Linked DNA regions of Zea mays: regions 2 and 3 are each linked to region 1. A link is a contact called in public Hi-C data. All regions are on one chromosome and are shown on one strand. Each heading gives the region's core, a stretch centred on a gene start, on an enhancer-like site or on the middle of the called end of the contact. The rest is flanking DNA. Distances are from core to core; before and after follow the strand shown. Region 1 has its middle 73 kb from the start of LOC542688. Region 2 holds the start of LOC100127508 (Diacylglycerol kinase 2). Region 3 holds the start of LOC103642454 (vacuolar sorting protein 18).

Region 1 (3,038 bases), core at 349-2,848:
CATCAAATTAACCTGAGCATGTCACAGTGATTAACAGGAACATTATTAGGTAAAGAAGAGTTGTCAAGGGCACAACTTGCCTTAGACTTGAGATTCCAGGTACTTCACCAAATTGGTCTTCGGTTGACTCGTGACCTCACTGCTACTCATAGCAATACATACAGATAGACAAATAGTACATAAACAAAATAGTACACGAAACATGAGAACAAACAATGTATGAATATTCTACGCGCTGCTACGAGGTCGTAGGTTCGAGAACCACTAAAATTGGAGCCACGGTTGAAAGGATATGGTTTTTTTCTGAAGTTTTAGGTGATTAAATATGAAAACCATGCCTCTCTGTTGCTTAATATAAATCATGTGATAAAATATAACTAAGTTTATTCCACTTTTAATCTAGGCCAAATCATATTTTAGCCCAATTATAGATGATCCAATTTAAAATACTATACCAACTTGGATTAAACAAGTTAATCCAATAAGCATAGGTTAAACGAATTAGTTATTTATTTTTGAGCACATGGTGCATTCTAAAATAATGTTACAAAAGCGTAGGTAATATTATTACGAAGCTAATGCAACTTGAATGTACTAAAACGAAGTTTAAATGATAAAGTTATAAATTAAACAAGTTGTGGGGCTATTTTTATACTAAAATAAGGCTCCTGAGGACTCAAATGTAAATTTCAGAGACCCTGAAGAAATACCTACGCGTTATGGTTGGATAGCGGGTTAATTTCAAGAAACCCGAGGGTCTCATCCATAAAGTGACAAAGCCGAAGGGGTATTGGTGTGTCATGGTCGTTGAATCCAAAATCGAGGGCCCGGATTAGATTTATATTTATGTGAACATGTACATGATATGGACCGTTAGATCTCAATCTAATGCTCCAAATTTAAAACATCGTGACCTTCTCTCGACCCTACATCTACCGATCTACGACTGTGATTCAATCACGATAGGGTACATGACGTCCTTTAATCTGGATCGTTCAACGATGAATCAACGGACACACCCGTGTCGACGGAGGAAAGTGGCTGGGTGGCCGATTTCCAAATCCGACGAGAAATCGCAATTCCATCAGGGCCTCCCGCGGACTAGCAACCCTCCCAACGTGAGCTCTAGATAGGGGCGAACCTCCGAGACCCGTCAGCAAAGGCCCGACGTAGGTGTCTGCCCAAGTCCGCGGCACAATGCGGCTCCGCGACAGGGACAGAGCCTAGCGAGCGATTGGTGCAGCGCCGAGCACCAACCTCTCATGCCATCACCCCAATCACAATCTAGAATCCCAGGCGGCCTTTTCTGCCCTTTTTCCAAGACCTCGCTGTCGGTGCCTGACTGATTTCACATGGAGGCAATCCTCTCCCTTTCTTCTCGATTCACTCAGGATGAAGCCCTTGGTGATTTTCTGGAGATGGGCAGAGGCGGTGACCGTATATAAAGCCAGAGATAGAGGTTGCGCGGGGAGCGGTTGACTGCCCCCGGCGAGAATCTCAACCGGATTCTGTTGTCGTCGCGCGCGGAGCTCGTACACGGAGTCATGACGCGAAGGAGATTGGTATGACTGTCGGCCCCACGAGTCAGCGAGAGGGATTTAGCTCTACGCAAAAGGTCCACACACCAGTGGCTGCGCGCGCAGTCAGGCCGCTGAGTGAGAGGGCCCTCGTGTCGGCACCCGTTGTTTGATGCCGGCTGACATCGTGAAGTGGGCCGGCGGGAGAGGTTTTAGACTGGGCTAGATGTGAGGAATTCGGCCCATGAGCAGGTTTGTCTTTTTTTTCTTTTTATATTTTACATTTCCTGGTTTTAGTTTAATTCTAAGAGTTCAAATTCAGATTTAAATTCAAACAAGTTCCAAATGCACAATCGAAACTCCAATATGAATGCATCAATATTTTATTAATCCATTTATTTATTATCCTATTAAAGCAAATGCTTCTAGCTATGCAATTCACGCATAAATAGTTTATTTTGAAGAAATAATATTTCTATTGTATTGTTCCTATAAAGATATGATTTAACTTAATCCCTTTTAAAAGGTTCTTATAAATCAATAAATATATAGTATATGTATATTTAAAAGAAAGATTAACTAAAATCATGCATGCATACTTTTGTGGGTCTTTATTAAAAATTCTTTTTTGCTTTGGGAGATATAGCTTCAAAATATTATTAATAGACTCTTTGATTGTCTTATTCATTGATTTTTTTAAATCCTGAAGTATAATTTCAGGTGTTACACTTGTCAAACTACTAATACATTTGATGTACTGATCTATGACATGTGCCTTTTTGTGTGAGACCAATGTTTTTGTGGATAGGGATGTCGATTATATGTGGTTTGATATATTTTGTGACATGGATTGAAAATATACATGTGATTGTCGGCTATCGTGTCGTTGATATATATGTGCATGTCAGGCATCGTGCTGTTAGTTTTATTTGAAGGTTTTGGAAACCTCACCGTGCAGGGGAGGTGCCTGCGAATTTTTGTGTTGACAGTCTTGTGTTTCTTTTTTTGCAGAGGTCTTCCTAGTTGTTGCGGGTTTGCATGCACCGTGTCTCGTCGTCACCGCACCAACCCGCCATAACCCCGCTAGCCTGACTCCACCGCCACCCTAGGTATAACCTCTATTTTTGTGTCATGATCGTAGATCACGTAACTGAGAGCACCTAGTGGGGGGCGAATAGGTGATCCAACGAAATGACTTAAAACAACATAAACTTGGTTAAAAATAAACTTAGAGTAAACCAAAACCAAGTTTGAGAGAAGAGATGAGAGAAAAAGTCCTCTTCGCTTGATTGCTCTTCCAAGATATGAATTATACTAAGAGAAATATCAGAAGTGAAATAGAGAACTTGGGAAGAAAGAAAATCGCAATAAAGGAAAAGGACAAGAGAGACTGCGATTTTTATCTCGTGATTCGGCCAAGCCTACATCCACATTGGGATGTCCTTCTTTGGACAATGGTAGCATTCAACCCCTATCAAGTGATCACATAGATCAAACTTGAGTGTCACGGTTCTTCCTTCA
Region 2 (3,038 bases), core at 169-2,668, 320 kb after region 1:
TTATTTCCGGTTCCCAGAGGAACAGTTGCCACTGGAGGTGGGTGGGAAAGCTTAAGGTCACTGACTACCCCAAGCAGCCAGCTAGCTGTACCATCACCGCCTGCAACCTAATTGAAATCTGTTAAGTCAAAATAAGTACAATGGGAAAGCAAAAGAGATAGATACCACAGTATAACAATAATCTAAATTCTGAAAGTGTTATGACTCACAATTAGCCTCAGTGTCCTCCAAATTTGAACTGCAAGAATGTCTCCTTCCATCTTCAGCCTTTCAAGGTTGGCATATAAACGATGCAATACCTTATCTGGAGCCTCTTTTGAGAGATCAAAAACCTGAAAGTAACTGAGCAGCTCTCACAAAAATTACAGATTCAAAATGCAATTAAGACCAGAAGCATATTTCCATGGTCTAGCATTTCCAGAAAGACAAAAGGTACCTGTGCTTCATTGAGAAGCTCACGATATGTTTTGATTAAACTACTTCCAAGTTGGCCTCCAGATCTTGAGTTGATGAACACTACAACGGGGCAGGGTGCCGCATGATCAACAAGTACTTGTTGGGCACCTGGCTTCAGAATGTAATCTGGAATGTAGTAGTCCTCCAGAGGCCCACATGGTTTAGAACAAGAACCAACCACGGTCTCTGCCTCACCTTCCATCCTGAAAAATCGTTCTCATAGTTTTAATGGGATAACTCACTGGTGCTACAAATGTTTGCTCCCTCCATTCATGAATACAAGGCATATTTTGATTGGGTGGTCCTGAATTATGTTATCTTTACAACAGAATCCACACCATCCTAAAAGCGCTTTGGATATGAACCTATTGGTGCAACATTTGTGCATGAAGCATGAATAATTCCACTAATTGTTGGTCAAGTTGGATATGAATCTTTTGATGCAACACTTGTGCACGAAGCATGAATAATAATGTGACCAATTGTTGGTCAAAACTTGAAAAGTTTGAGTTTTGCAAATCAAATACTCCCACAAATAGATGATGGATCTGCTATTTTAGCATCATCAACATAAAATACCCGTGAATAATTTTTTCAGCACATCAGATTACAGGAAATGGAGAAGGAAAAGAGTCAGAAGCGGGCAGAGTAAAAGACATGTACACCCGGTAACAAAAATCGAATTTAGTGGATACCACACATGTATATACCGTAATTGGGTCAGATCCGAATGCATATATAACTTGGGGGCGCTCGTTTGCGCGCAGCAGGAAGGCAAGAGAAAGAACAGCGTACCTAGTGGATGATTGTCGCCGGCCAAGCGCCCTCGCCAAGTCACCGCTGTTCGCCCGACGCCGCTACCGCCGGCGAGGAACTAGGAGGTACCGATTGGATCGGGAGAGTCGACGCTTGGGTGGGCCTGAGCGCCGGAGAATGAGATTTGGCTTTCTGAGGTTACGATTCCGGAGGAAAATCGATGTTAGGAGGACAGGAGGCACTCTCTTGGTTGTCATCGTTTCTAGGGGCTCGCATGTTCGCCATTTTAAGATTTGACTTTTTTTTTGTGTGTATTTCTTACATTGACGAATGACTTTGTGTAGGAAAGCACATTTATGAATTTTATTTATCTTATTTCTCTACTCCTTTGAAAAGATAGTTTTATACGTCGTGCTTCACGTGTAAAGTGCATAGTTCTGTACATCAAATTCGTCTAACAATACATCAAATAGGGATAATCATTAGAAACCACTGGAGCATAACACAATACAACGTCCGCATACCATCCTGCTAGGTGTAGAAGGAGGACCGATCGAGCGAGCTATAAAAAAGGTTATGCTCCTTTTTAATTCATAACTTTCTTAATCTTTTGATTTAGATAAAATATAATATTTATTCGTATCAGTTTAATATCTGATATATGGATCATGTGTTCATATTAATATTAAATTTAATTTTTATGGTACCAAATATGATTGCATGTCACCGCACGGACAATGTACTATTTTTTCAATTTGTTACTTCCTTTGTCCCAAAATAAAATTTGTTTTACCTTTTTAGTTGATTGATATATTAATTAATATATTTGTTTTACATATATGTCTAGATTTATCATCATCTATTTAAATATGGACATAAAAATCAATAGCTAAAACGACTAATATATTGGGACGGGGTGAGTAATGTTTATTAAGATTAAGATTACGTATGGTTGCGCTTTTAATTTTCTTCGTTGTGCGAAGGGCGAGTGTCCACTTATCAGCCGTTTTGAACTATTTATAATTTCTTAGAAGATATACAGAAATGAATTTCCACAAATATCCCTTTTAAGGAGATAAATAAGCTCACTTGCTTTGTTTCAAATTATAAAGTATTTTAGCCTTTTCAAGTATATAATTTTTGCTATGTATGAAAATATATACACCATGTTAAGATATGTATGTAAAAAAATATTAATCTTAAAAATAAAAATAATTTATACTTTGAAATTGAGAAACATGTTAACAACTATAAGAATAGTTGTTGGGAGAGAAGATCGAATAGGACCTTGATGATCGGTTTGGTTGACACCGTCTAACCATCCATCCGAGGAGCAAACATTTTGATAAGGCTGAGCAAGACCTCGACCAATGAGTCGATCGAAGGGTTCAAAGGCTATGGCAATGCCTTTGCTCTTTAGAAAGAAGGACAAGAGAGGTCGTAATGGGCCCTCCTATTTAAGTCAAGAACATGAAGCCAACAGAGAACACCCACGAAGCTGTCGTCTTCGTGCCCTTTCTCATCCGAGGACTGGCCCTGTCGGCCTCTCCCTTTTTTCGCGGCCTCCTCGATTTTACGCTCTGAATCTTACACATTTAAACCCCAATTTTGTTCTTCAAATTGTCATGTTTGTTCACCTCTGCGAGGCTTTCCTTGGAATTCTTCCTCATTTCAGGTTTTGGAAATATCTCTACCACTGTCGGTCCGAGATGGCTGGAGGACAACATCATCTTGTTGGTGGTGCCAGCTTGGAGCTTCATCGAGGTAGGGAAGTCGAATATCTTGATATCCACCTGAAGGACAACATTAAAGGATGGCGCCTTGAG
Region 3 (3,038 bases), core at 325-2,824, 270 kb before region 1:
TATATGTAAAGTTAGAACATAAAAAGTTAAACTGCTTGCTAGGACGGGATCTAGCCGCGCATGTCGTCCGCGTTGTTGATGAAGATGTTGTTCACGTGCTCGACGTCGTTGCACCAGAGGTGGTCCCACGCGCAGCAGTTGGGCAGCAGTGTGGTCCACGTCAACGACATCACTAGGTTGCCTAGTGTCTGCTTCACGCTCAGCAGCTTGTGCAGGTCGTGAGGTGAGCAGGATCGCGCCAGCAATGCGGACGCTGCTACAAGCAGCAAGACAACGAGGAAGGTGGTGGTGGTGGACGCCATCGTGCGCTGGAACCTAGGAAGATGGCTGCACATATCATAGCGATGTTTGTCTTTCTGGATCTATGTTTTATATTAATTTTTAACTTATGTGGTAACACACGAGCACATATATATATGATTAATAATTTTTTGTCTCGTCTTTCAGTCTTAATCTACGTAATTAGTTTTTATAATTAGACTATATTTAATATATGTAGTTGTCATTAAAACATTCGATGTGATACAAACTAATTCAATAGAACCAAACACCCTCATTAAATGTGATGAAAGATCGAACCTCGTCTCCATCACCCGTGGATTTAGATATCTATCAAATATCTTAATCCGATGGATCCGGAATATAGCTTTTGACCCGCGGGTTAGGCCCGCGACCGACCTCGCGACCTAAGTTGGAATAAATATGTATTTTGATATTATCTCTCGTCCGTTGGTAATCTTCACATATAGTCATAATTTTTTTGCCCAGCCCACACACCAGCCTGTTCTCTTGTCTTTAATCCGTATCGCCTTCTATAATATTTTTATCTTTATGGATTGCAGCTGCAGCAGTCTAAACCGTCGGTTTTAATCCGAAGCGAACAACAAACTAACAAAGTCTAAAGAGCAAACCATAACGCACCACCCACAAACCCACTCATCCAGGTGCAAGCCACAGGTCTCGAGTCCTAGGATTTTAGCACTAGACCTGATCATGGATCACTCGACTCGACCAACCTGACTTGACTTGCCCGATAAAAACCCGGCTCGACCCGACTCGACCAATGCAAGAGACGGGTACGTGTCGTAATTTTTGACCTGCAATAATTCACGACCAGGTACGGGTTATGATTTTTGATCTAAAACACGACCTAACTCAAAAAAACTTGACCCAAAGTCAAAAAATCCGATCCAACTCGAAAAAACATAATCCGATATGTCGTTAAATAGGAAGGCACAGACTAGCCGGACCGAACCTAACACTAAACAAGAATCAGATACGAGTCGTGCTAAATGATCTACGACTCGACCTTAATCTAACCCGTTTGAATAGCGCAGCACATAGGAGCCCAGCCGCCACCGCCACTGCCCGCGCCCAGTTGCCACTTGCCACCGCCCATCGCCCGTGCCACGTGCCCACCTGCCAGCACCCACCGATCCCCATCCGGATCCGGCCATCCACTGTCTGCCACGCGCCCAGGCATGGTCGCACGGACGCGCGCGCCCAGGCACGGAGGATCTGCTCTCCGGCTTCCCTCTCCACGTCCGCGACTCTCCGGCCTCCCTTTTCGGCCTAGGCAAGGCAACTGTGACTCCGCTGTCCGGCTCTCCAACCCTCCCCTATTTGGCCATCTGTTGATTCGAAAAAAGAGAAGCCGTTTCGTGATCTAAATTTTGGGCCGGAATCTGATCGCGGGCCTCTAGGCTCGGAGTGGGGAAGCACATCCAGCCCAGCAATGCCAGCGATCCATCTCTCTCCACCGGCTGGGCTCCTCGGCTCTCCGCGAGCTCACACGTCACCGCCGGCCGCAGCGATCCCGCCCCTCACGAGCAGCTTCCGCGCCGGCGACCAACTGCCTCCGCTCAGCACTCGCTCAGTTCTCAGCAGCTCTCACTGACCCCCGTGTCTCCGTCCATGGAAGCCGGAGGCGGCGGCCAGCTCTTCTCCGTGGACCCCCTGGAGCGACAGGCCGCGCGGGGCCACGGCGTCGTGACTTCCATGGCCGCCGGCAGCGACGTCATCGTCCTCGGCACCTCCCGCGGCTGGCTCGTCCGCCACGACTTCTCCTTCGAGGACGCCCACGGTAAGTCCCCCCTCTCCCTTTTTCGCAAGGCATCACCTCACCGCCCCGCGCCCGCAGATCTCGACCTCGGGAGCGGCCGTTCTGGCGACCACTCGGTGCACCGAGTGTTCCTGGATCCCGGCGGCAAGCACTGCGTCGCCACGGTAGTCCACCCCGGCGGCGCAGAGACGTACTACCACCACGCAAGGTGGCCGCGACCCAAGCTCCTCCCCCGCCTCCGGGGCCTCCTTGTCAATGCGGTCGCCTGGAACCGCCAGTCCATCACGGAAGGTAATTCCCGATCCCTTCCTCTGGATTCAATCATCATCTATTGGAAAATTCATTTCATCGTCGATCGTCTGATTTTGGTGCTGCAGCATCAACCAAGGAGGTTATCCTGGGTACTGAGAGCGGCCAAATCTTTGAGATGGCCGTGGACGAGGCTGACAAAAGGGAGAAGTATGTGAAGCCACTCTTCGAGCTCACTGAGCAAAGAGAAGGCATCAAGGACCTGCAGGTTTCAGATACTGTCAATTGATGTTAAATAAATTCTTCTGTTTTCGCTGGAGTGGGCGTGATTGAGCAATTTGTTGTGCAGATGGAGACTGCTGTGGTTGGAAATTCCACAAGATACTATGTGATGGCCGTCACTCCGACACGACTTTACTCTTTTACTGGCATTGGTTCACTAGAAGTAAGTATTAATTCTCTTACATTTTGATTGATAAGTTCAGGATTATCCTATTAAATTAGTTGGGAAGGCAAGTTTGCTATCTTGAGGCTCTGATGTCCTTGTTAGTGTTAGTGCTTATGTTCGAAAGACGAGATGCTTATGCTTTGACTTCGAATGCTTTAGTTTTTGGAAAGCAACACCATATACTATAGATTTTTTTAAAAGGGCTTTCCATTGTATTATATTGAAATTTGTGATGTCCACAGACTGTTTTTGCTAGTTATTCTGATCGGGCCATACACT

What was found. A called contact is a pair of places that touch in the nucleus more often than the background predicts.
Region 2: a Hi-C map of leaf shows a contact between it and region 1, with 6 times the contacts expected there. The contact joins the promoter of LOC100127508 here to the enhancer-like site in region 1. A contact is called at or near these places in 3 of 25 Hi-C or Micro-C datasets (ear, leaf and tassel).
Region 3: a Hi-C map of leaf shows a contact between it and region 1, with 3 times the contacts expected there. The contact joins the promoter of LOC103642454 here to the enhancer-like site in region 1. A contact is called at or near these places in 3 of 25 Hi-C or Micro-C datasets (bundle sheath and leaf).

Annotation. Positions count from the first base shown.
Region 1 is chr10:56,639,438-56,642,475 of Zm-B73-REFERENCE-NAM-5.0, forward strand. No RefSeq gene overlaps it. Among protein-coding and RNA genes, the nearest start is that of LOC542688, 73 kb to the left of the region's middle. Within about 2 kb of position 1,599, at least 17 of the 20 cell types and tissues checked have an H3K27ac peak or open chromatin away from gene starts, as enhancers often do. A contact at or near this core is called in bundle sheath, ear, leaf and 1 more, where this site is marked.
Region 2 is chr10:56,955,516-56,958,553 of Zm-B73-REFERENCE-NAM-5.0, forward strand. It overlaps LOC100127508 (Diacylglycerol kinase 2), which reads right to left and starts at 1,419. Exons shown (of 13, transcript NM_001112765.1): 1 at 1,252-1,419; 2 at 437-659; 3 at 210-332; 4 at 1-107. The coding sequence starts at 658. It also overlaps the pseudogene LOC111590430.
Region 3 is chr10:56,373,569-56,376,606 of Zm-B73-REFERENCE-NAM-5.0, forward strand. It overlaps LOC103642454 (vacuolar sorting protein 18), which reads left to right and starts at 1,575. Exons shown (of 23, transcript XM_020545850.3): 1 at 1,575-2,083; 2 at 2,141-2,353; 3 at 2,440-2,579; 4 at 2,661-2,756; 5 at 3,002-3,038. The coding sequence starts at 1,915.